Linked DNA regions of Mus musculus: regions 1, 2 and 4 are each linked to region 3. Evidence: chromatin contacts called from public HiChIP or PLAC-seq and promoter capture Hi-C data. All regions are on one chromosome and are shown on one strand. The core of a region is the stretch at or near the end of the contact, and the rest is flanking DNA. Distances in the headings are between cores, read along the strand shown. Region 1 holds the start of Atmin (ATM interactor). Region 2 holds the start of 1700030J22Rik (RIKEN cDNA 1700030J22 gene). Region 3 holds the start of Hsdl1 (hydroxysteroid dehydrogenase like 1). Region 4 holds the start of Plcg2 (phospholipase C, gamma 2).

Region 1 (6,565 bases), core at 1,655-4,154, 2.6 Mb before region 3:
GACAGGAAAGAGCCCTTCCGGTGCCTTGTAAAGTTCTCCAGTCCACATCTTTTGGAAGCCTTGAAATCCTTAGCTCCAGCCGGTAAGTGGTCAGTTTATGTCACGGGCCAGCCAGATATCACCAGTGGCTGTTGCTTCTCGGGAGATGGCCATCTGGTTCCCTGTAAGCCGGTTCCCTCTGAGCCCTCCCTCCTCTCCAGTCTGCTTCCCCTCCAGCCCTTTTCCCCTTTTCGTGTCTGTGCCTATTAGGGGGTAGGAGAAGGTGCCCATAACTCTTTCTGACCGTAGCCGTGTTTAGACTGAGTGTCCCCGTGGTCATTCTTATGTTTCGTTTTCTTGTTTTCAGGAATTGCAGATGCACCACTTTCTCCCCTGCTCACCTGCATACCGAGCAAGAAAATGAATTATTTTAAAATTAGAGATAAATGAATACATATGGCTTGGCTTCCGCTGCACATGCAGGTCCAGTTATAACCGACCAGCTTCTGTGTACAGTCTTGTGTCTTAGAAGCCAATCCTTGGCGTCGGACATTCGGTGTTTTTAATGAACGATTGGGACTGCATCTGTCCTTCATCCGTGCATGCCCTCTCTCTTCCCGTCTATTAAGTGCAGCAGCTGTGGGCATTTGACAAGTGATAAATATGTGCACGCACACGCAGGAGGCTGCAGGTTGGCCTCAACCCTGGCACGCACAGAAGTGGAGCATGGGTTGACTCTGTAGGCACCTCCTGTCCTTCCTCCCGCTGCTGCTTCTCCTCAGAAGTCCGTCCCTGTGGGATCTCTGTTACACACCCTTGATCACAGAAGAACCAAGAAGCTACCCAACCCCAAACTAGGAGAGTCAGAGGGAAGCTGGAGGCTACTACGCAAGGCTGCATATCTAACGGCCTCTTTGTGTAAAACAACTTCTCTATTATACATATTCCTAATATACATATGCTTCTCGTGATCTTTTATCCATGGCACACTGAAACTGAGCATCACTGATCTGTGAATAAAGATACTGACAAACGCATTATCAGTTCCTTTGGATGAATATACAAATAGTCGTGAAAGGACTAAGTAATACTTATACAGTAATGTGTACAGGCTGTGGGTCATCCGATATGGAACCATTTTAAGTTTTAGCTTGGTCAGACATGTCAGGCGCTTCCCTCGTCCCTCAGTGATCTGAGTATTTGGGCTTTGTGCTGACAAGTTCTCACGTCAACTTGATACAAGCTAGAGTTGTCTGAGAGGAGGGAATCTCAGTTTCAGGAAATGCCTTCCTAATATCAGGCTGCAGGCAAGGGTATTTTCAGGCTGAAGGGTATTTTCTTAATTAGTGATTGATGAGAGAGATGGTCCCATCCCTGGGCTGGTGATCCTGGGTTCTATAAGAAAGCAGGCTGAGCAAGCCAGTAAGCAGCGCCCCTCCATGGCCTCTGCATCAGTTCCTGTCTCCGGATCCCTACCCTGTTTGAGTTCCTGTCCTGACTTCCTCCAGTGATGGGCTACAATCTGGAAGTCTAAGCCAAATAAACCCTTTCCTCCCCCAACTTGCTTTTTGGTCACGGTGTTTTATCACAATAGAAACCCTAACTAAGGCTTAAAGACATTTCCTCCATACATACCTTTTTAAGGGGGAGGGGGGATGGTTTGATTTTATTTGTATGAGTGCTTTGTTTGCATCTGTGTATGTATACCACATTCGTGCCTGGGAACTGGAGTTATGGATGGTTGTAAACCACCATTTGGGTGCTTGGAATCAAACCTGTCTTGTGTAAGAACATTAAGTGCTCTTAACCACAGAGCCATCCCCCTAGCCCCACTAGCTCCCTTTGACCACTCTCCCGACCAGTCAGTCACATACAAAGAAGTCATTCTGCCCACAAGGTTCATGAGTGGCTGAATGGGAACTGCCGAAGCCCTTGCACTTGCTGGGGTATTTATTCTACTTCGTAACTCTCCCTGGTACAGTTGGCAGGAATCTGGACCTGGAATCTGAACAAGAAAGCCTAGCGTCATGCTGAACAATTCTCAAAAATGCCTGCTTCAGAATTCCTGGAGTCTGAGTATGTCCCCAAGGCAAAGGGACTCTGCAGTTGAGCCCATTGGCCCTGTGATACCCAGGTCCAATGTAGTAGGTGGCATGATGACGATAGATGTCGGTTATGAAATGTGACAGACTCAACTTCCCATTCCTGATTTTGGTGTAAAGGAAGGCCCATTGGCAAAGAAATGCAGGTGACCTCTAGACGCTGAAAAAGGCAAGATCCTTGGAAGAACAAGCCCAGCTGACACCTTGCTTTCAGCCGACTAGATCCACCTCAGACTCTTCCCTCTTCAGAGATAAGAGAGAATTAGTCTGTGGGGGCTGGGCTGTAGCTCAGCTGGCAGAGTACACGTCTAAGGCACTGGGTTCAATCTTTAACGCTACCACTAGGCTTAGTAAAACCCCAGGAGTATGGAGGTAGTGGTAAGAGAATAAGGAGTTCAAGGACTCCTTGATTATATGGGGATTCTGAGGCCAGGCGGGGCCTCAAAGAATAAGATAAGTTTGTTTTGTTTTGTTTTTAGTGTGCTACCGATCAAATCCAGGGCCTTAAGCATGCTAATCAAATAGTCTACAATATAAAATTTATTCCTAATAACAATAAATCAACGGTCAAAAAAAAAAGGTTAAACCTGAAAGCATCTCTTTCTCTTCTATCCAGCTGTTGCCTGAGCTCAGGTCCCTAGGAAGTAGAAAGTGTGGGTTCATGGAACCTATCCAATTCACCTGTTCTCCCAGCACATGGGACTTCAACCTCCAACACGCGCTCGCCGCGGCCGGCGGGCGGCGCTGCGGCCACCGACCGGCCGGATGCTAATGAGCCCGGAGGCCCCGCCCCCTGCCGGAAGTGGCTGCGGCGGGGGCGGGCACTGCGAGAGGGGCCTGGCGGCCGTGCGGGAGCCATGGCGGCCACGGAGGCGGCGGCGGCCGATTCTGCGGGTCCGGCCCCGGGTGTCCCGGCCACGCCGGCGAGCACGCGGGGAGCCGCCGCCGCCTCTAGCCCGTGGAGGCCGCCCGAGTCGCGACTGCAAGGCAGCCGGCCGAGACCGGCCAGGGCTCGGGCCGCGGCCCCGGTGCCACCGGCCCGGGAGCTGATCCAGCCGACTGTGAGCGAGCTGTCCCGGGCTGTGCGCACCAATATTCTGTGCACCGTGCGCGGCTGCGGCAAGATCCTGCCCAACAGCCCTGCGCTCAACATGCACCTCGTCAAGAGCCACCGACTGCAGGTGAGCGGGCCGCGGCGGGGACGCGGGCGCGGGGTGTGCGGGGTTTGCGCCGTGCCCTGCCACCTGCGCCCGACCGACCGAGCACGGCGAGAGCGCGGGGGAGCGCGCACAACGCACCGGGCAAGCAGCTTCTCGGTGGCGTGCCCACAACACCTCGGGGAGCCTGCCTGTTTACTCAGGTTCCAAGGATGAGCGACAGGTGATGTCGCCAAGGCACCCAGATGCAACCCCGCAGGCTTTCCGCCCCTCCCACGAAACTGCCGGTGGGTCCTACCTGGTCACTCAAAAGCGGCTGCGGGTTGGGTTGGACTCTGGGCACTTGAGCTGCAAGTTTCACGAGGCTGCTGAGATCAACTCTGCGCAGGAAGGAGAGGGGAGGGAGGTTTCTCCCGTGGATCTGTAAGGAGGAGGTTCACCGGTAGCTGGTATGACGGATGTCTGACCAAGACCTCTCCGTGTTACATAAATGGGGACGGTGGCTTTCAAACCCATGGTATACTCTGGAAGCTTGGGGGAGGAAATCAGATGTTAGGGCCCCCATGCCAGACCTGTTAAGTCACAGCTGCTCAGCTTTTACAGTAGAAAGCTTCCTTTCACCGTCAGATCTCAGTGCCCCCAGTGCTCCAACTGGAAAACGCAAGTCACTGAAAGCAGTTTTGTGCGCCTTTCCCCTGGTCAGATTTGAGTCATTACTTGGAGGGTTGCAGGATCTCTCTGACCTGCAGGTGAATTCACCGTGGGCATCCCCCACCCCCACCCCTGAGAACTCCCCAACTGTAACTTTTAGGTTTTACTCTGTAGTAAGGCCAATAAGTGTAGTAAGGCCAACAAAAGGCAACAGTGATGTCAGGGAAAGGTCAGTCAGGAAATGTCAGCAGGGGCAAGCTGAGGAAGTTCTGTGTAAAGGTTTGAGCCTCGTTCCAGAACACAACTCACTACAGGCTCCAACCTGAAGCTTCCTCTTTCATCCTAAATGTTAAATTCTCTCTTTCTCTCACCATGATTTAGGGGGGTGGAGAGTGAGTGTGCCTGTAATAATTCCATGGCCTAATCCCTCAGCTCCTTACAACTTGCATTCAACAACGGTCACCAGCCTTCAGTGTTGTCCCCCTTGCTGATAGGATAGTTCATGTCCTTGTATAGCCCAAACTATCCTCAAACTCACCATGTAGCTGAGGATAACCTTGAACTCTTGATCCTCCTGCCCTAAATGCTCCTGAAGTCTCCTAAATGCTGAGGCTGCCGGCATGCATCATCATGCCCATTTTTATTCAGTGCTTGGGACCAAACCCAGGTTTTCTAGGCAAGCACTCTTCTGGGCTCCAGCTTCAGCTCCAGCCCCGGGTGATTTCTGATCACAAAACAAAGCTGCTGCTCTGACCAAGGGCATCCTTGGTGTTGGCCACAGTGATTCTAGCCAGCATTTCTTAGCGAAGTGTTTGTTCTTTAATCTGGACCTGCTATTGGGGGAGCACTGTACCCCTACAACTTGGTTCTGCCTTGGAAGCACAGAGATGCCACTGGCTGTGGTGAAGTGGTGTGATAATGTACATTAGATTGGTGCTCACAGCTCAGAAATACACAGGAGGGCAGGTATGACACGTGACAGGAAGAACATGTCTGAGCCAGTACAGGTTTGGTTTGGTTCAGTTCAGTTCTTAGGCGGGGTCTTGCTATGGAACCCTGTCTAGCCTGAGTTCACTCTGTAGACCAGAGTAGCCTAAACTTACTGGGAGTGTTCCTGCCTACCCCCAAGCGCTGGGACTACAGTGTGTGCCACCATGACCTGCTCCAGCAAGTGTGGACATCAGCAGTCAGATGTTTATTCAGATTTGAGTATGTCGGAGTACCAGAGTCCTCTCTGGCCTAGGGCCTGTGTGTCATTCTTCCCAGACTCTTCATCCGCTTTTCAGATTCTCTTATCTAGAGACAGCAGTGAACGGCCTGGCCCACTCCTGAACCCAGATATTGGACAACAGAAAGACGGGCTGTTGGGAGAAGATTCCTGCTTGGTCTCTGGAAGCTTTGTTTAGCAGTATTTAAACTGCCTCAGGGTTTCCTATGGCTGTTGTTTCCCTGTCCGGCAGCTCACTTCCTTGTAGCCTCTGCCTTGGTAACCTCAGGGCCCCACAGCTCCTAAGCATCTGTTGTCTGATGGAAAGGGAGTCTGTTATTTTTTTCTAATGCAGGGGCCTGTGTGACATAGCCATACTTTTGTGGTAAGGCCTCAGAGTCACAGCTATGTGCATCCTCAAGCTAGCCGCTAGCCGCTACCCAGAGGCTTTTCAGTTCAATTCTTGACATGTGTTATCCTCAGAATATTATGAGGAAAGAAGAGAGTGTCATGAGGACACATGGTCCCCAGAAAGAAGGCCCTAGTGTTTGGGGAAACATGATTGATCTCTGCAGCCCCGTATTAGCTGAGTTTCTTCAACTCAATGAGAATTCTCATTGTCTTGGCTACAGCTACTTGAGTGATTCTGATTGCGTTCCTTGTTTCTATTTCCCTGGCTGTGATAGTCTCTCTCCCCTACCAGTTGTTGTATGGTCGTTATGTTCTAATCTACCCCGCAGCCTGATAATACTCAAGCCCTTCGGAAGCACGGCCAATCAGGCCGAGGGATTGCAGGCCGCCTTTGGTTTGATGCGGCTTCTCAAAATAAATGGCCATGTCCCACGCCCTGAAAGGAAGTGTGGACATGTCATCAGCCAGCCGCGCCTGCAGTGGGCTCAGCAGAGAGCGATGATGCAGTGGAGAGAGAGCTAAAATGATCCAGAGGAAGAGTGGGAGGAAGTAGGAGCTGCCTGGCTGCTGGAGAGGCATTTGAAAGCAGGGCAGGCAGGGCGCAGGGGGGCACTTCCAGAACCTGTTAGCAAAGCCCCGCCAGCATAGTGATCCTGTGTTCTGCTTCAGACAGGGGTATGTGGCCAGCGACTTAGAAAGGTTGCGGCAAGCTGCTCCGTAAACCATCTCTTATGACGAATACTGACTTCCGGTTTAGAGTGGGCTCCTCGGGTGCTTTCGGCTAGGGCCGTGAGGTGCTAGGCAGCTTCTGCCACCATCTTTATGGTCTTCTTGACTCTGCTCTTCAGCCACACACCCTTTGCCCTCCCTTTTCTGCTCTTTAAAGTATTTTTATTTTCTCATTTGTGTGTGTGTGTGTGTGTGTGTGTGTGTGTGTGCATGTCAAAAGCATGGATGCTTACCAAGGCCAGAAGCCAGCACTGGGTCCCCTGGAGCTGGAGTTACTGGTGGATGTGAGCTTCCAGCTGCCACATGGGTGCTAGACACCGAACTCTGCA
Region 2 (6,551 bases), core at 342-2,841, 2.6 Mb before region 3:
CATGCGCCACAATGCCCGGCTCTGCCTCTGTTTCTTAAGTGCTGGGATTAAGCCAAGTACTTAAATGGCTCGCTTGTGATTTCTCACAAATTATATACCAATTTACTGTTCTGTTAGAATGCAGGAGGTCTGTATTGCTACCTTTCTTTCCTTATTTAAAAATTTTTTTTATATGTATGGATGTTTTGCCAGCATGTCTGTGTACCGCAGGCTGCGAGCCCTGCATGCTAGGAGACCAGAGAAGAGCATTGGATCCTCTGAACTCGAGTTAGTCATGAGCTACCATGTAGGTTCTGGGTATTGAACCTGGGCCCTCTGCAAGAGCAGCCAGTGCTCTTAAACTCCTTAGCTATCTTTCCAGCCCATATTTTTCCATTTTCTTAAACTCGTGTTTTTACACACATGGTGTGCACATCAGGTACCCCTGCTCTCTTCCTCACCTGCCTTAGTCCCTTGAGACAGTTTCTCAGTGAGCCTGAAGCTTACCATTTTCAGGTTAGGCTTCCTGGCTTACAAGCCCATGCATTTCTTCTCGAATGGGCTTGAGAAAGAAGATGGCTCCGTCATACAGTGCTTGCCACACAGGTAGAGAAAACAGAGTTAAGGGCCCCAGTACCCACACAAAAAGCCAATTGCTATAATGAATGAAAGCCTTTAATTCCAGCGCCAGGAAGCAGAGACAGGAGGATTCCTAGAGCTTGCCAGCTAGCCAGGCTAGCCAAATCAGTGAACTCTGGGTTCAGCGAGAGAACATGTCTCAAAAAAAAAAAAATAAATAAATAAATAAATAAAAATAAGGTGACTGAGGGCTGGAGAAATGGCTCAGCAGTTAAGAGCACTTGCTACTCTTGCCAAAGACCCACGTTCGTTCCTGGCACCCACATAGCAACTTACAACAGCCAATAATTCCACTTGCAGGGTAGGGCGTGTGCCATTTCTATGTCAACCATTTCCAACTCGTGCCCTTTTTCATTTTTGCCTAGGTTCTAGATTTCTGTTTTGGACGGGGTTTCATTCCGCCCCTTTTTTTCCGGCTCTCTGAATTCACTAAGGGCTGGGTCCTGAAAGGATGGCCTTCTGAGGGCTCCCAAGGCTCACGGCAGACGGAATCTCGCGCCCACGCCTTCCCACCTGGTTTCTCCCTTTTACTAATAGTCCCTGCACACTCCTTCATGCCGCATAAGTTCCTTCCCTCCCTCCAAGAGGCTCCCTACACGCTACAAGCTGAGAGTTTACCCTTCCTTCAGAAGATCAAGAGGGCTGCATCAAGCTCCTTCCATTGAAACCTCAACCACGCCCCCACAGACCACGCCTATCAAACGGCTCCTCCCTGAGGCCCAAGCGGCTCCCTAGGCCCCGCCCAGTCCAGGCTACCCCAGAACCGTACCCCATCTTCGTCTCGCTTACCCACCCTGAAGATTGCTTCCTTCCGCGGCTCTGCCGCCCGTGAAGTGTCTAGGGAGTGTTCCCCGGGGTGAGGACGTGGCCACAGCCACTCAGACGCTCCTACGGGGCCGCGAGGTAAGGAAGGTCCGGAGCGGCAAGTCGCGGCCCCCAAGAGCCGGGCTGTTGCCCTAGGTTACGGCCGCGTCGGAGGCGGGCCTAGGTGCAGGCATGCCGGAAGTGACGTAACCCCGCAACAAACCAGCTCAAGGGCGGAGTCCCCTCTGAGGGCGGGGCTAAGGAGCATTCCCGTCGCTCTGTGCGTGGTTGCTAGGTGCCGCGTTGCCAGACGCTTCGAGAGCTTCGCAGGCACTGGCGACGTTGGGCGGCCAAGTTGCGCTGCAACAGCCTTTTGCCTTCTAGAAGGAATGCCTCAGAGGCCACACAAACAGTGTCTGGAGATTTGGCCACTTCTTCCTTTGGGCAGAATCGTCCCTTCCTTCTTGGGATCCCGTGTTGAAAGCGAGAGCAGAACTTCGCGGGACGACTCATTCCTAGTTGCATAATTTTGAGACCGAGTCTTCCTTGTTTTGTAGCCTGGTGCGGTCTCGAACTCATGGCAACCCTCCTTCCTCGATGTCCTAAATCAACATTGAAGGGATCGAGGGCGTGGGCTTCCACACCTGCTGACAGGAAGGATTTCTGGTTTTGTTCTTTTTGGTGCTGCCCACTTTAGTGGGGCAGAAGCAGCAGTTTCTCGCGAGGGGGCCGCCCACTTCTCCACTATGCTGCCCTTGGTGCCCAACTCATGTCTAGTTCCAAGGTCCCTTTGCTTTCTGGTTTAAAAAGTATTAAGAAAACAAGTCTCCAAAAGCAGGCTGAGTCAAAGGCTTTTGGAAAAAATGGCTAAGAATTACTACTTTTTACACTTATAGCATTATATAATATATATACAGTATAGCATATATACAATCGATAGCATAGATTTATAGCATTAACGGCCTCTAAAGATGTGATGTATATGACACATGAAGTTGGAACAAAGTCCTCTTCTAGACTGTGAATATTTGTTATTTCCCCCATATATATGAGGGAAATACTTTAACAAGCATATATGATAGATATTGTAATTATATTGCTATACCAGCGTATCTAATGGGCTATGACACATATTTCTAAAATTTTCTATGTATTTTTGGATTTATGCGTATGAGTGTTCTGCCTGTGTATATGTATGTACACCATGTTCATACTGGACAGTCATAAAGACACACTCTTTCATTGTTTTCTAGGTTCGCCTGCTAGACAGCGAGTCTGTCACCAAGATGTGTCTCCGTTCCTCGGTGTTTTGAGGTAGGCTTTCACTATGACGTCTAGTCTGGCCTCCAACAGCTTCCTTCTGTCTCTGAATGCTGGAATTACAAGCACATGCCACCAGACCTGGCCACTCAACCATGATCTTTACAACCGAAGGTAGACAAGTCTTTTCAACAGCCACAGAAAAGCTCAGAAGTGGGGGTGGGGAAGGGGGCAGGTCAAATTTTCCAGTCTGCTGCAGCAGAGTCTGCAGTTCCATACCACTGGTCTTTTTCATACCAGATACTGTGTGGGGCGCCCTCTAGTGGTTCTACTAAAACCCAACATAGTCAGCCTCCAAAGTGTTGCTTTGTTTTGTGGAGTTTTACGATTTAATACCTTGTGAACAATTTTTTTTTTTAACTTTAATTATTTTTTAAGTGTATTGGCATTCTGGATGAATGTGTGTCGGTGCACTACTTCCATGCCTGGTGTCCATGGCGGTTAAAAGCGGGATCGGATACTTTGGAACTGGTGTTAGAGGCATTCATAAACATCCATGCAGATCCTGGGAACTGAACCCAGGTCTTTTGGAAGGGCAGCCAGAGCTTTTGACCACTAAACCATCTCTCCATCACCAGCCCCCCCTTCCCCCTACTATATTTCTGAGGTTTTAATTCTTTGAAAACATTCAAAGATGTTAAGAAAATAGACAAAGACTAAAGAAAAAATGGCAAAGAAAGAAAGTATGCCAGGTGTGGTGGTGCATGCCTTTAGTCCAGCCCATGGAAGTTGAAAGCAGGAAACTCTGGAGTCAAGGTGGTCCTTGACTCTCTACCCTCCAGTTCAGCCTGGACTACATGAGAGCCAGGCTAAAGCAAATAAGTATAGAATTGCATGCTGTAGTCCGAGGAGATATGCTAGAGCAGTCTACCCACTTTCCTTGAGAGGGTGGGGGGTGTCACCGAGGGGTTTGGTTTGGTAGTGGAGTTTGTTTTTATTTGAGCTCATCTGAGCCCAGGCTGGCCATGGGATCTGTAGCTAAAAGATGACCTTGAACTCCTGACCTTCTGGTCTCCACCTTCTAAGTGTTGGGAGACACCAAGCCAGTTATACATTCATATCAGTGTGCATGTGTAATCCCAAACTCCCAGTCAGCATTTTTATAGTTGACGTTAGAGTGCGCCATATCAGCTTTCAGAAACTACGGTGGCAGTAAGTGCACTTGAGTTGTAAACAACAGTTTAAGCCAGTTTCAGAAAGTTCTAGTGTCTATGGCTACTAAATAGAAACCTGAACAGGATGGAAGTTCAGACACACCTTGTGCACTGTTGACCATGTGCAGACACACCGTGTGCACTGCTGACCAGTTGACACCTATTCCCCTCTCTAAAGGTCAATGCACACAGAGAACCATGGGTAAACCTCGCCCTGAGCTTGAGCATCTTATGTGCCTGTGATTCCTTCAGAAATAGAAGGCATCAGATCCCCTGGAACTGGAGTTAGGGATGGTTTTGAGCTACCACATGGGTGCTGGAAACAACCCCCAGGTTGTCTGCAAGAAGCAGGAACAGCAAGCCCTCCTAACCACTGACCCCTCTAGCCCCTGGCCTAATTTCTTTTTTTTTTTCTTTTCTTTTTTCCTTTCCTTTTTTTGGTTTTTCAAGACAGGGTTTCTCTGTGTAGCCCTGACTGTCCTGGAACTCAGAAATCCGCCTGCCTCTGCCTCCTGAATTAAAGGCGTGCACCACCACACCAGACTTCTATTTTTTTTTCTCTTTAATCATTTCACATGGTTAGGCACAGTACACCTCAGTGGTATACCTAGCACCAGACACTGGAACATCCTATAATTAAAATCAACCCTTCTAAAACTAGCAGTCACTAAGTAAAACATTAATATCCAAATAAAAATCACAATCAACAAAGAGGATGAATGTTTTATTTGTTTCGCAGTGTTGCAAAGCCGGTGCTTCACGGTGGGAAAACAACAGTCAACACAGCACATGGTGAAACAAAGACAGTACTCTCCTGCCTCTGACACTGTACAACACTTCCTTGCATTCCCAATGAGAAGACACTAATCTCTGACCCAAATCCAGTGGTGGATATGGGCAAGTAACAAAATTATCTAAGATACACCACTATTATCTTGAATTATGAAAGTCTTATACCCAGTAGGTAGGGTCTCGCCATGTAGCTGTGGCTGGTCTAGAACTTGTTGTGTAGACCGACCTTGAACTAACTAACATCTGCCTGTTGCGTGCTGGGATTAGAAGGTGGTCCGTCACCAAAACCAGCCTCATAACCACGTTTCACAGCAGACGATCCTCAGAATTCTAAACACCAGGGCTTAACCCCTAGTCTAAATACTTAGTATGGCAATTATCAAAAACCTGTACACTGTGTTTATCTGCATCCTTTAGGAAGTTGGGGGTGGCTCTTAAGTAGCACTGTCAAGAACAGTTTCTTTCCATCAGTATTGCTAAGTTATTTCAAGTCCTCTATTCTCCACTAGTTTAAGACAAGCATGCTGGAGCACGTCACATCCAGTTTGATCTGGGAGTAGAGGGGTGCCATGGTCACTCCTCAATGGACTTCACATATTTCTCATATGCTTCTTCACTCATCAATTCATCCATCTCTGAAGGGTCACTCAGTGTCATCTTGATCAGCCAACCTGTACCCAAAACAGAACCTCAGTTCACATTGCCTTTTAAAGTCAAATTCATTCAAAATTAATACAGTGCCCTCATTTAAGTGATGTTGTTATCCTAACATAAATCCATTCTTTCTTCAATAAATTTAGCTCTAAGACTTTAGTGGGCTGGAGTAAGGATGGCTCCGTTTTTAAGAGAGCATACCGCTGTAGCACGGGACCCAAGTTTGGTTTTGAGCATTGGTATCAGGTGACTTACAACCTATAACTCTAGCTCCAGGGAATTCAGTGTCCTCCTCTGACCACTAAAGACCCCCACACTCAAATATCCCTATATAGAAACAGCTGTCCTGGAATTCACTTTGTAGACCAGGCTTGGCCTTGAACTCAGACATCCACCTGCCTCTGCCTCCCTGCAGAGGGGGAGTGGGATTAAAGGTAAGTGTGCACACCACCATGACCAGCTCAAATAACTTTAATTAAAGTATTTTAAAATAAAACCTTGGGGCCGAAGAGATGATGGCTAGGCAGTTAAGAGCACCTGCACATAAATGTTTTTGTTTGGTTTTTTTTTTTTGGTTTTTCAAGACAAGGTTTCTCTGTGTAGCTCTGGCTGTCCTGGAACTCACTCTGTAGACCAGGCTGGCCTCGAACTCAGAAATCCCCCTGCCTATGCCTACCAAGTGCTGGGATTAATTGTGCGCCACCACTGCCCGGCACATACATGTTTTTTAAAAGGCATACCAAATATAAACTACTAGAGCTAATAGTGGTGGAAAGACTGAAAGCCAGGTATAGTGGTGCAGGCCTTTAATCCCAGCACTTAGGAGGCAGAAGCAGGAGGATCTCTGTGAGTTTAAGACCAGCAAGAGCTATGTAGAGACCCTGTCTCAAGTCATCCAACCCCAAAGAAAAAGGATAAGGTAGCAAGCCAAAGAGAACCACAACAACAAATCTTAATATTGCCACTTATTGGCTATACGACCCCTGGTTACACTTTTGAGGTTGTTTGTTCATTCATCTAAAACATGGAGAAAACTGCTGTAGGCAAACCTGACTAGGTTAGTTTGCTGTAGGAATGAAATTCTGAGCAACAACTCACCATCTTCGTAACAGGATTTGTTGACAAGCCCTGGGTTTTCGGCAAGAGCTTCATTGACTTCGGTTACCTCTCCTGACAGAGGAGAGTAGAGTTCACTGGCAGCCTTCACAC
Region 3 (6,017 bases), core at 2,350-4,849:
CCCCAAGTCCTGCTTAGCCTTCTAAGCCAGCTCCTTCTTGGTTCAAAGCCCCAGCCAGCCTCGAGGACCAGCCTCCTCTCTCCAAGCCTAAGGACTTCACCTCAATCAACCCAACTCTACCCTCTACTGCTCTCACATAACATTTCACTTCTGACTCTGCAACTGGAACGTAGGCTTCCAGAGGTCAGGAGCTGTGTCCAAAACCAATTTCTCCATAATTAAAAGGTGGGGAGGGGGGCGGGTGTGGTGGCACACCTTCAACCTCAGGACTCAGCAAAGCAGAAGCAAGCAGGTCTCCGTGGGTTCAAGAACAGCCTGTCTACAAGTGAGATCCTGTCTCAAAAAAGAAATTTTTTTTTAAAGAAAAAGCAACTAGAAAATACATTCAAAGCATATAAACCTACTATGCACAGTTCAAAGGAAAATAAAGCACCTACTCAGTGACCAGCCCAATAAAAGCAGCATTCAGTGAACTCCAGGCTTCACCCTTGTCTCCTCTTCTATACTGAAGGGCACACCCTCCCAAAAGCTGGGTTTGCTTTTGTTGTGGTGGTGGTTTTTTTTTTTTTTCTTTTCTTTTTTTTGAGACCCAGGCTGGCCTTGAACTCGCCACCTTACCTCAGTATCCTGAATGCTGGCATCACAGCCAGTACCCCCAGCCCACTCCACTTCACAAGACTGCTGAGTACTGCCTGTCTAAGCGGCTCATGAGGAATCCCCAGTGTCCTGAGCTGACCTGCGTCCTCCTTTCTGGAGACTTCTCTACCAGCTGAGGTCTGAGCTGCCACGTACGACGATGCGACACGCCCACATATAATTCCTGTCCACGCCACCAGCAGCCCAGGGTGGTTTTGTGCCTTTCTGTACAGGGCCACCACTCAAATTCTTAATCATGCCTTGGGAACTGGTGCAGACATTCAGGAAGGGATGTGCTGGGCCACGAGGCACTCAGGGCTGCCACTCTACCTTGCCAATCCTTCCCACAGTGACAGGCCTGCCTCACCTGCCTCACAGGTGGGTGTGCACACTGCCGCCTCTGCGCCACCGGCAGGAACACCCAACACTTCACCCTCAAACAACAGGTTATAGGAGTGGTTAGTAAAGGGCCAAGACTCCTTTGAACCACAAGTGCTGCTGTTTCTGAATATCTGAAACACCTGTTCCCATGTTTGCTGCTCCTCCTATCATCAGGTCTCCTTTCCTGAGAGGGAAATGACAAGACTCCTGGACACAGGCTCTCTCTACTATCTCTCTCTAGCAGCTAGCAAGGCTGGAGCTGGAGGTCTTTGTTTCCAAATCCCTTCCTGTACAGGCGGGGCTCATCACGTTTTACTTCATACTGCAAACCCCGGCAGGGAACCTCCTCACAGTATCTTCTAGAAGTTCTCCTGATGGAAGTCTGTAGACCTGGATTTTGTAATGCTGGAGACTGGCTTTCATTTCTCTTCTGCAATGGCAACACGAGCCAAAATGCTGTGTATACAATATCTATGGCCTCAGTAAATACAATATTGCCTTAGTAAATCCCATTAGATACTGTTTGTGCCAGAGCTCAAGTTTCCTTCTTGAAGGGAAAAGAACTTTGTATCAGCACTCTGGCAAGCCTTGCCCTTGCAAACCCTGACATTCCAGGGGTTCCTTACCCTCCTCCATCTATTTTAATCACCGATTGAATCGACAATGAGATGGAGAAAAAAGAACAGCAACATAGGAACCGGAACCCAGGACTCTGACCCAAGAGCCAATACCCCTGAGCCCCAGGTCTCCACCTAGGCACAGGGAATTAAGGCAAGTGCAGGCCACTCCTAGGCTCTCATCCAAAATAAGTGACAGTTTTTGCTTGCATTAAAATTTTACAAAGTGGGCTCCTATCAGCCTAACTCACACTAGCCGAAAGATGAAAACTGCCCAAACGTCCGTCCAGCAATGAACAAAACGTGGCCCGTGCACGACACTGTGGAATACTGAGCTCTGAAAAGGAATGGGGCATGAGCGCACACTATGACATGAAAACATGAGGTTGGGGGACACAAAAGACCATTCAGCATACGGTCACATGTATAAAGCGTGTTTGCAATAAGGAAATCCAGAGACACAGAAAACACAAGGGGCAAGATGAGCCCAAACTGCAGCCCATGAGGTGGAATCCCTTTTTGTGGTTGTGGAAATTATCTGGAAATAGGGCGGTGAAACCTACCTAACTACAAAGTTCTGAATTGTACATTTCAAAATGGCTAAAATGATGGATCTCGTTACATGAATTTTGCCTCAATTAAAAAAATATGCACTGGGGACTGGTTAGATGGCTCAGCAGATTGTTTTTGCTGTGCAAGCTTAAGGACCTGAGCTGAGGTCCCCAGCAGTATCTAAGAGTGGGTATGTAAGCAGAACCAATTTGTAATTTCAGTATTGGGAAGAAAGGAGCAGACGAGAGGACCCTGGGGGCCAGTCAGTCAGTCAAACATAAAGAAAACTCTTGAGTTCTGTGAGAGACGTTTTCTCGAAAAATAAGGTTGCAAGTGACAGACACTGACCCGTAGCCTCCACACCCACACATAAATAAACAACACTCCCCCCGCCCCAACACACACACACACCCTCCACTGATAAAGTAACGTTGGACATGGCGCGTCTGTAATATTTTAGCAATGACTAGGGTCACTCTGAAAAAGCCATCCCACCCTTGGGAATGAAGTTACAACACCACCACCTGTAAAAAGCGGCTAACGCTTCTCCCCTACAACGAGAATTCGATGAGGTGACGCATAAAAAGCATTTGCAACAGTGCCTTCCCGCCACCCCTCAATAAACCGGAGCCACTAGGCAGGATCATCGCTCAGGGTTCGATGCTAGCGACCCCTATTCGTACTGACCCGAGTTTATGAAGAAGCTAAGAGCGCTGTCCCCGCGGCTTCACTTTATCCCCTTCCTCAATCGCACCCGGGTGTACTACACAAGAGGAAGGAAACGGACGCAACGACATCCCAGGATCTCAGCGAAGGCTCGGCCCAGAGCCCTGGCAGGTGGTCGTTGAGACTCCCCGTGGGAACCCGAACCCGCTGCGGTCACCGCCCAGGGGTGCGGCTGAGTCCTGGTAGCAGAACAGGGACTCCCTGCTAGTGTCCCATCCCTCCCCAGTGGCGCCGGGCACGGCCCAGCGACTCTGCAAAACCCACCGGGCTCTGCAGAAGCTGCGCGCTTTCTTCAGCAGCGCGGCCATTCTGCATCAGTCCTGAGACTTAGAACCTACTTAGACCTAGCGACCAGGAATAAAGGAGGATAAAGAGACACCGACAAAAGGGCCGTCCCGGGGCGTGTCGCCTGTGCGAGCCTCCTGCCGAGGACCAGGCCCGGGACACCTGCTCAGGGAGCTGAGCGGCTGCCTAGAGCGCGGAACCAGAGTTCCCCGCTACGGGGCGCGGCGGGGGGGAGGGCGTTCCCGAGGGTCGGGGTCCAGGGGGCGTGGCCAGGGACGGAAGCGGGGCGCGAGGGGCGTGAGGGGCGCGGGCGCAATACCTGCAGCGAGAGGCGCGGTCTCCGAAGCCCGTCCCGCCCGCTGCCCGCGCGGCCGCCGCCCCGGGACACCACCGCAGGTCCGCTACCCACGTGATCCGCGCACGCGCCCGGGTGCAGTTTCCCCCGTGGCCCCCCCTCGGCTAGGCCCGCCCTCGGCGGCGTAACTGACTGCGCGTGCGCACTGGTTGCCGCGGCGACCGGGAAAGCGTTGGACAGCCAACGACGCGGACCGTAGAGTATTAGGGCTGAGTGGTCGGGCCAGGAGTGAGCATGCACCCCGAAGTCTCTGAGCCGCCGGTGGACAGCGTGGCGGAGCCCAGTCTGGAGGAGTCGGCAGGCGATCACGGCGACGCGGGGCCAGGGATCCGTAAAGAAGGTGCCTTAGCGCTGGGAAGCCAAAGGGGCGAGGGCTCGTGTCCCTCACACATGCCCATTTCACTCAGCTGGGGACAACCAGCACCCCTCACACATACCCATCCATACAGCTACAAGAACAGCACCTTTATTGATATGATCAATCCAGTACATATAGAAGACCCATTATTTATTCCATGATAATTTATTAGATACCTTCCTGTGGCTGGGAATTGTTTGCAATGAGTGTAAGACACAGTTCCCAAACAGTGTTCAGCGTCATTCAACAAACCACAAGTACAGAGAGTTCATCAGCTCTTGACGTTACATTTATCTAAGGCTTCTAGAGGCGCCTTGCAGGGTAAAAGTGCTTGCAACACAATCCTCCAGACCTGAGTTTGAATCTCAGAAGTACATACATGCAGAGGTTAAGATCAACCATGTGATTGCTGGGACTTGAACTCTCGGAACCTTCTGTAGAGCAGTCAGTACTCTTACCCGCTGAGCCATCTCTCCAGGCCCTGGAAAATGTCTTTCATATTTAATAGTGTGCACAGGGTTCTAACATCCAAGGAGAGACCAGCCCAGAACAAAGCTTGCTTCTTTTACACAGGTTTGAGCGATCAAACTGATCACACCCTGTTCTTGTGTGTGCTTTTATCAGTGAGTTGTTTTTATGTTGCCGCCCCTAAGTTACACTTTGAGCAATTAAACACGTTTACAGGAGTGGGAACTGTAGGTGCTCACACCTGGCAAAAGGGGTAGGGGGGAGATTTACACAGCAAACTGCATCACAGTTATCTCTGAACCAAAGTGGGGAGAGACAGAGCTCTTGCCCTGTCCCAGAGCTGCCCTTCTGCTGTCCCTGGTAAGAGAAATGGGCTTGCGGGCTGGAAAGTTGGCTCAGCGGTTAAGAACACTGACTGCTCTTCCAAACGTCCTGAGTTCAATTCCCTGCAACCACGTGGTGGTTCACAACTATAATAGGATCCATGGCCTCTTCTGGTGGGTCTGAAGACAGATACAATGTACTCATATAAATAAAATAAATCTTTTTAGAAAGAGAGAGGGGGGGGGCTTGATGAACTTCTGTTCTGTTGAGCAGATTTTAACAGAAACATCTAAACTAGAATTAGATTTAAGTACAACTCTACTTATCTTGCTGTTTTCTGAGGGTCTGGTTTCTGACGTGTGTGGGTGCCCAAGGAGGCCAGAATAGGGCATCAGATCGACTGGCAGTGGCATTACAGGCACTTGTGAGCTGCCTTGTAGGTGCTGAGAACTAAATTCTCTGTTTTCTGGGAGAGTAACAAGCACTGTTAGTGACTAAGCCATCCATCTCCCCATCACCCTGTATAGCAATTTGACAGTAGCTTTCTTAGTGACTTTGTAAATGTCAGCTTTAGGCTATTCCTCTATAAAAACTGCACAGGAGAACATAAAACTGTGGACAGAGACGTTCACTCTATGTTGTTTGTAACAGCAGGAATCTGTTGGCAATACGACTGACTATCTTTAAGGGGTTGTTTGCAGAGCAGAAAGAGTTCTTCTTCTGCCTTGTAAACAATGCACCGGCAGCTTCATCCATCAGCAGGAATCGCTCTCGGGGACATGCATGGGGACAAAGACACATCCCACAAAAAGCACAGGTTCCCACTTACAAAAATCAAAAGCATGACAACCGAGGTTGTGTTTTTGGCTTTGCTTTGGTGTCTCACTTTGTAGCCCAGGCTGACCTCGAACCCCACGCCCAACAGGGAGCACGTTCTCCTTCCTCAGCCTCCTGGGTTCTGGGCTTACCACACCTGTCCTTGAATTTTTTTGATCTTTACAAATTGACACTTTTTTTTTTTTTTTTTTTTTTTTTTTTTTTTTTACTTTACAGAAATTAGTGAGACCAAGGAAACATGTGCGGGTCCTTGCACAACATCCTGCCCAAGTCAGCAGCAACCAAGTGGCGACAACGGGTCAGAGGGCTTCTGCACCCACTCGAGAGATGACAGAGAGGATCGGGGCCCCAGGTGTGTGTTGTGCAGGACATCTCGCAGTAATAGCCACTTAGCCCCTTGCACAGACGGCGTCTGAGGAGCCTGCCCAGTTACTACCAGAGCAGGAGATAAACAGCAGCAGCTCCTTAATAGAAAGAG
Region 4 (5,905 bases), core at 673-3,172, 2.1 Mb before region 3:
ATACCAAAGTGTCATATAGTCATTATTTCTTTTTTTTAAGATTTATTTATTATTATATCTAAGTACATTGTAGTTGTCTTCAGATGCATCAGAAGAGGGCGTCAAATCTCATTATGAATGGTTGTGAGCCACCATGTGGTTGCTGGGATTTGAACTCAGGACCTTAGGAAGAACAGTCGGTGCTTTTAACCATTGAGCCATCTCTCCAGCCCTAGTCATTATTTCTGAGAAGAGGCCCGTGTTTCATGTGTTTGATGTCATCATGATCTCTTTCATGAGTGATTTAGTGGTGGCACATGCCTTTAGCCTCAGCACCAGGGAGGCAGATCTCTGTGAGTTTGAGGCCAGCCTGGTCTACATATTGAGCTGCAAGGAGACCCTTAAGGAGACCCTGTGTCTGAAGGGATACATACCTGTTGGATGGTGATTGGTGACAAGAACAAAGCCAGTGGCCACTGTGCTGGGACAGCTGTAAGGTGGCTCTCAGCATGAGGTTGGTAAAGTGCTGACCTAGTGCAGGACATCTGCGGGGGTGGGATGAGGTGGGGGGACACAATGTAAAAGGGAACAGTGGCAAAACCTGTAAACTGAGCCCCGGGGAGTTAGAGGCAGGAGGATCAGAAGGTTGGTCCCTGCTAGAAGATTGAGGTAGCCTGGGCTACATAAAACCAAGTCTTTTTGTTTGTTTGTTTGTTTGCTTGCTTGTTTATTTATTTATTTATCCTTCAAAACAGAATTTCTCTGTGTGGCTCTGGCTGTCTTGGAAGTCCTTCTGTAGACCAGGTTGGCCTCAAACTCAAGAGATTCACCTGCCTCTGCCTCTTGAGTGCTAGGATTAAAGGCACCCAGAAGAAACCAAGTCTCTCTCTCTCTCTCTCTCTCTCTCTCTCTCTCTCTCTCTCTCTCTCTCTCTCTTTCTTTGGACAGGGTTTCTCTGTGTGGCTTTGGCTGCCCTGGAATTCTCCTTGTAGACCAGGCTGGCCTCAAATTCACAGAGATCTGCCTACCTGGGCCTCCTAAGTGCTGGGATTACCAGCCTGAAATCAAATCAAATCATCAAATCTTAAATCTCTCTCTCTCTCTCTCTCTCTCTCTCTCTCTCTCTCTCTCTCTCTCTCTCTGTCAGAATGGAGAGGTGGTTTAGCAGTTGAGAGCACATATTGCGCCTACAGAGACTGGAGTTCAGCTCCCAGCAACCCACATAGCCACAACAGCCTGTGACTCCAGCTTCAGAGAATCCTATGAGCTCTAGCCTCCCTGATCCCCTGTATTCACAGAAATGGATTCACATAAACACACACATATACACATAATTTAAAAATAATATTAAAAAAATTTTTTTGGACACAGATCTCACTGTATAGCCCTAGCTGGCCTTGAACTAATTCAGAGATGTAATTTTGTCATTCTGCCTTCCTAGTTATGGGATTAAAGGTATGGACCGTTAAGCGGAAAAATACATTTTTTTTTCCCCAGAAAAAAAAGCAACGAGTTTTAAAGAACACAGTCTTCCAATTTAAAAGCCAAGATTTCAGTTCTCTAGTGCCCAGTTACTCTTTGAAACAAACTTTTGAGCCTGGCACTGTTTTGCAGAGATGGAAACTGAGGCTGCGGCATTTAAGATAGGAAACAATGTACTACTAAATTCAGCTCTGTCAACCCCGAGTGGGTGAAGATAATCAATGCATGCATGGTATCTGTATGCAGTAGGCGCCCCATAAACTCTGATATTCTTGGGAAATTTCTGTTCTCTTGGCTAAGCGATCGCGGCCAGGCAGGTGGTACTGGGGCTGCCTCAGTTTCCCCCTGGTCGGGCAAGGCATGACTCTTTTAGGATGCTCTGGCGGGTCGGGACCCGCCTTGAGACAGGGCGGCGCGTTAAGGGGGGCGGCCCCGAGGAGTCACGTGGCGCGGCCGCCTCCAAAGCAGAAGTAAGGAGCGCCGCTGAGCAAGACCTGCGCTGCCGGACTGCCCGGGCCCCAGGCGGCTGCTGCACGAGGGACCCCCGAGTCCCCCCAACCCGTGGCTGGCAGGCCCAGGGATTGTGCGGGTGGCTGCGCTCCGGGGGTACCGCCAGGTGAGTAGCCAGGATGGATGGAGCTCCCCGGGGACTTGCGCGTGTGCGGGGACCCTAGAGCTGGCACCGCGTTGGGTGGGGACTGCGCCGGAGCCCAAGAGGGCGCGGGCAGGGCTGGGGTGCGCGATCCGGGCAGGTGGCCGGGTGTGCCCTGGGGAACCCTTGCTTAGGGACAGCCGGGCCCGGCCCAGCCGCCGGCCACTTCCTCTCCTGGGGCTGGCGCCACCTCTCCAGGGTGAGCAGTGGCCAACTAGGGTTTGAATGAGAGACGCGGCTCCGGGTGCTGGGGTGGCCGAAGCGTCTACCTCGCCACCGAGAGTCCTACGCGGGAGCCGCGTCCCTGCTTGCGGGGACTTGATTTTGAACAGTACTTCCCAGTAGTACACAGGTGGCTCCGGGGTGGGGCGGAGCAGCTCTTTCTCCACACGCGATTCTGGGACCCGCCCCTCCCGCAATTCAGTTCAGTTTGGGGATCTCAAAGAGGTCATTTGCCTCGCGGGGAGCCAGAATTCGAAGGGAAGGTGGGTTGTATCCGGACCTAGGAGGTTGATACCTGGAAAGTCAGGAGCAGGCCCTGTCCGTACCCTGATCTCGAACTGTTGAGAGAGAGGCTGGCAGGGCGAGGGGCCGACACGCCCTGGAAACAGGTGGCTTTCTCTCTGAGACCTAAATTTGAATTTCAGTTCCATTTATGTGACACAGCACACAGAGAGGAGCCCCCCCACCCCCACCCCCCGAGTCCAGGTTTCTCTCTTGGGTCCCGTACTAGACCAGAGCCTGTTTTCCGGGGCATCAAAGAGACTCCCTGCAGTTCCTGACCCTGGTGGCAAAGGCCCTTCCTGGTGGGCACAGGTCATGGCCCCTGCTCTTTGCTTCTGCGGGACACTTACAGGATGTTGGGGTCGGGACTAGCCCTAGGCTGTTACCCATTTTGCACGGTTGTGGGCAGCAGTGTAGCAGTCCCAGGGGATTTTGGCTGTGGATTTTTATTGATGCTTAAAATTACTCGGTGCTTGGCCTCCCAGGCAAGGCGGCGTGTGTGGGGTACTCTGAAGGAGCCCCAGCGGGGACCCTTTTGCACCTCCTGGGCGAAGTTGGTGGGAAGTTACTGGTGGGAAAACTTCTGCAAATAATTAATTTCGAAAATAGGCAACCCTCTCCCTGCCCTGTCTCCGCAAAAGGGCTTTTCTGTTTCAACTAACAGAGTGGACCCATTCATATGTCTTGTCCCATCCTCTCTCATTGGCCCCCTCTAGATTTACAAGCAATGCTTTCGAGATATATATATATATATATATCACTAATAACATTTATATTATAACTCATTAATTTGTAAGTTTCTTTTTTTTTAAATCAAAATAGCTCACAAATCTCCCAAGATCAAAATTGGCGTGTGATAATTTATAAATCCACTCTTTTCCGTAGCTTCTGTACATTTTAAATTTTTTAAAATTATTTTTGAGACAATCTCATTATATAGTTCAGGTTAGCCTTGAACTTCTGATCTTCCTGTGTCCACCTCCCAAGTGCTGGGATGATCAGTGTGTGCCAATACTCTTGGCCTGTAGGGGATGCCCTCCCCCCACCCCTCCCCACCCCACCCCCCACCCCCCACCCCCCAACCCCCCTTCCCCCCGTACCCCCCCCCCGTATCCCCCACCGCCCACTTCCCAGAGATGAGGAGCCCAAGTGTTTCTGGTTTTATGGTCCTGTAAGGATCTTTCCGGATGTCTCATTTTGCACAAGAGTGCTTGCTGGATCAACTTTATACTTTAGAGGTGCTTACCAGTGCCCTTAAAAAAAAAAAAAAGTCAACCCTGTTTTCACTTCCACGTGTACAGGTGGACATTGTTGGTTCTTGGATTGGACCTTCCCATGCTTTTAGGATGACCGTCAAATGAACCCCGATATCCCTGGTGCAGTGGGAAGGGCAGGCAATATTCAAGGGTTCAGCTGGTCCAAAGTCTAGTAGAATTCTTCCTTGGGTTTTTGGCTGAAATCCAGCACTGACCCACATGTGCAGAGACTGTTCAAGAGATGGATAGTCCCTGTTTCCTGTTTTGGGGTTCTTGTGTGTGAGAAGTTGGTTTCAAAGTGTGAAGGACATAGAAACGTGAAAAAAAAAAAAAAAAAGAAAAGAAAGAAAAGAGGTTTCTTCCCAGCACCACCAGCCATGTTTGTACTGACTATGTGAGTTGATCAGGTTACCCATAGTAGGGGTGGAGGGAAGGGGAGTCCAGGCTAATTCATTCATTTTGGAAAGAACAAAACAGAAGCAAAGAGGGAGTTATCTTGATGGCTAGGGCCCTGCTCTGGGAATACAGTCAGCTGGAGGAGACCTTCTTGCCTTGGGCGTTGGAGCTTGGAATACTCTGCCTGAACTGGCCACTGCCTGGTGCCCTGTCCAGAATCTGTTTCCAGTGTGGTGTTGCTTCAGGGCTTGGGATCTTGCTGGGGGAAACCTTTCCTGGGCATCTAACAGTGAGAAACAGTGGGGATGCCAGGATGGAGCATTCTGTATAGTGCAGAACTGTGCAACGGGGACCTGGATCTTCCACTTTGTAAGCTGGGTGACCTTGGACAAGCCAGTCCCCCTACCCACTCTTCAAAGAGTCGGCCAGTTTTGTTGGCATATGGCCAAGTACTGCCAGCATTCTGAATTCACAAAAAGCAAGCCCTGAAAGGATCAGAATCATATGACTGTCTGTCTGTCTGTCTGTCTGTCTGTGTGACCTTGGTCATATAATTTCCTCCTCTCTGGATGGATTTTGATTTTTAAAGCTGTCAGCTTTTCTCCCTCTTCCCCCGGTGCTAGGAATTGAACTCAGGACTTGGCTCTTGTTGGGCAGATGCTCTACCCCTGAGCTGTATTCCCAGGCATGGCATGTATTGGTCTATAAGGTACCTGAGGGTAAACCGGTGTCATGTCTAGAGAGTTTTATAATAACAGCTACTTTCCAGGGGGCCTTTGCTTCTGTCCCGTCCCCCCCCAACGATGAACTAGCCTGGAAACTCCCCTCTCTCATCTCCAGTGGCTAGCCTGCTTAACTGATAGTGTCAATATAAATAGCGCGTTTGGCATGGGTAGCTCCCAAGTGGACAGGAGAGCTAAGAGTGTATATATATCTTGTGAGGTCACATCCTGGCTTGTGTTGAAGCCTGTTCCCCAGGCTAGATGACTGTTCCTCTACCAGCTTTTCACTCTGTAGCGCAGGCTGGCCTTGGATTCTTAGCAACCCTCCTGCCTCAGCCTCCCCAAGTGCTAGGATTATAGCTGGGTGCCCTGTTGTGTGTTTTTATCTCATTTTCACAGGGTCTAGTATAAGTCAAGTTGGCCTTAACTGTGGATGACCTTGGACTTCTGATTTTCTTCTCCCCACCTCTCTTGTGTTGGGCTTATGGTCTATGGCCACCAAACTCTCTCATGTGGCACTGAGAACCAAACATGCTAGGCAAGCATTCTATCCACCGAGCCTCACCCCCAGTGCCTCATCTTTTTACCAAGATGGAACTCAGAAGCCTTCCTTCCTCAGCTGATTTCTCTTGAGTCCTTTAGGCCTCAGGTGGGGGGAGGGAGGCAGAGGAGGGGGAGGGGGAGGGGGAGGGAGAGGGTGGTATTACACCTGGCTCTGCACTGCTGTTTCTTCCCAAGCCATAGGCAGGGAACAGGTGGAGACAATGCCTCCCCATGGCCAGCTCTCCCACCTAGGAGCCTTTCTGCCTTCCTTCGAGCAAAGGGCAAGGTCTGAGCCTCTCCCTGTTCGCTGACATTTGCATCCTAGTTCCCAGCCCAAGCAGAGTTGATACTCAGAGCTCCGATCACCTGGC

What was found. Promoter capture Hi-C pulls out the DNA fragments that hold promoters and counts their contacts. HiChIP or PLAC-seq counts read pairs in DNA pulled down with a chosen protein or histone mark.
Region 1: a contact with region 3 is called in a promoter capture Hi-C map of stem cell-derived epiblast-like cells, with 2.8 times the contacts expected there. The contact joins the promoter of Atmin here to the promoter of Hsdl1 in region 3.
Region 2: a promoter capture Hi-C map of embryonic stem cells shows a contact between it and region 3, with 3 times the contacts expected there. The contact joins the promoter of 1700030J22Rik here to the promoter of Hsdl1 in region 3.
Region 4: an H3K27ac HiChIP or PLAC-seq map of embryonic stem cells shows a contact between it and region 3, with 4 times the contacts expected there. The contact joins the promoter of Plcg2 here to the promoter of Hsdl1 in region 3.

What each region holds. Positions count from the first base shown.
Region 1 is chr8:116,940,489-116,947,053 of GRCm38.p6, forward strand. Atmin (ATM interactor) reads left to right here and starts at 2,905. Exons shown (of 4, transcript NM_177700.4): 1 at 2,905-3,262. The coding sequence starts at 2,939. Cenpn (centromere protein N) reads left to right here. Exons shown (of 12, transcript NM_028131.3): 11 at 1-82; 12 at 347-1,015. The coding sequence ends at 429. It also overlaps a transcript of Cmc2 not described here.
Region 2 is chr8:116,977,368-116,983,918 of GRCm38.p6, forward strand. 1700030J22Rik (RIKEN cDNA 1700030J22 gene) reads right to left here and starts at 1,592. Exons shown (of 3, transcript NM_027103.3): 1 at 1,412-1,592. Gcsh (glycine cleavage system protein H (aminomethyl carrier)) reads right to left here. Exons shown (of 5, transcript NM_026572.4): 4 at 6,441-6,551; 5 at 4,600-5,359. The coding sequence ends at 5,262.
Region 3 is chr8:119,571,576-119,577,592 of GRCm38.p6, forward strand. Hsdl1 (hydroxysteroid dehydrogenase like 1) reads right to left here and starts at 3,600. Exons shown (of 5, transcript NM_175185.5): 1 at 3,517-3,600. It overlaps Dnaaf1 (dynein, axonemal assembly factor 1), which reads left to right and starts at 3,660. Exons shown (of 12, transcript NM_026648.4): 1 at 3,660-3,892; 2 at 5,756-5,891. The coding sequence starts at 3,787.
Region 4 is chr8:117,496,353-117,502,257 of GRCm38.p6, forward strand. It overlaps Plcg2 (phospholipase C, gamma 2), which reads left to right and starts at 1,923. Exons shown (of 33, transcript NM_172285.2): 1 at 1,923-2,077.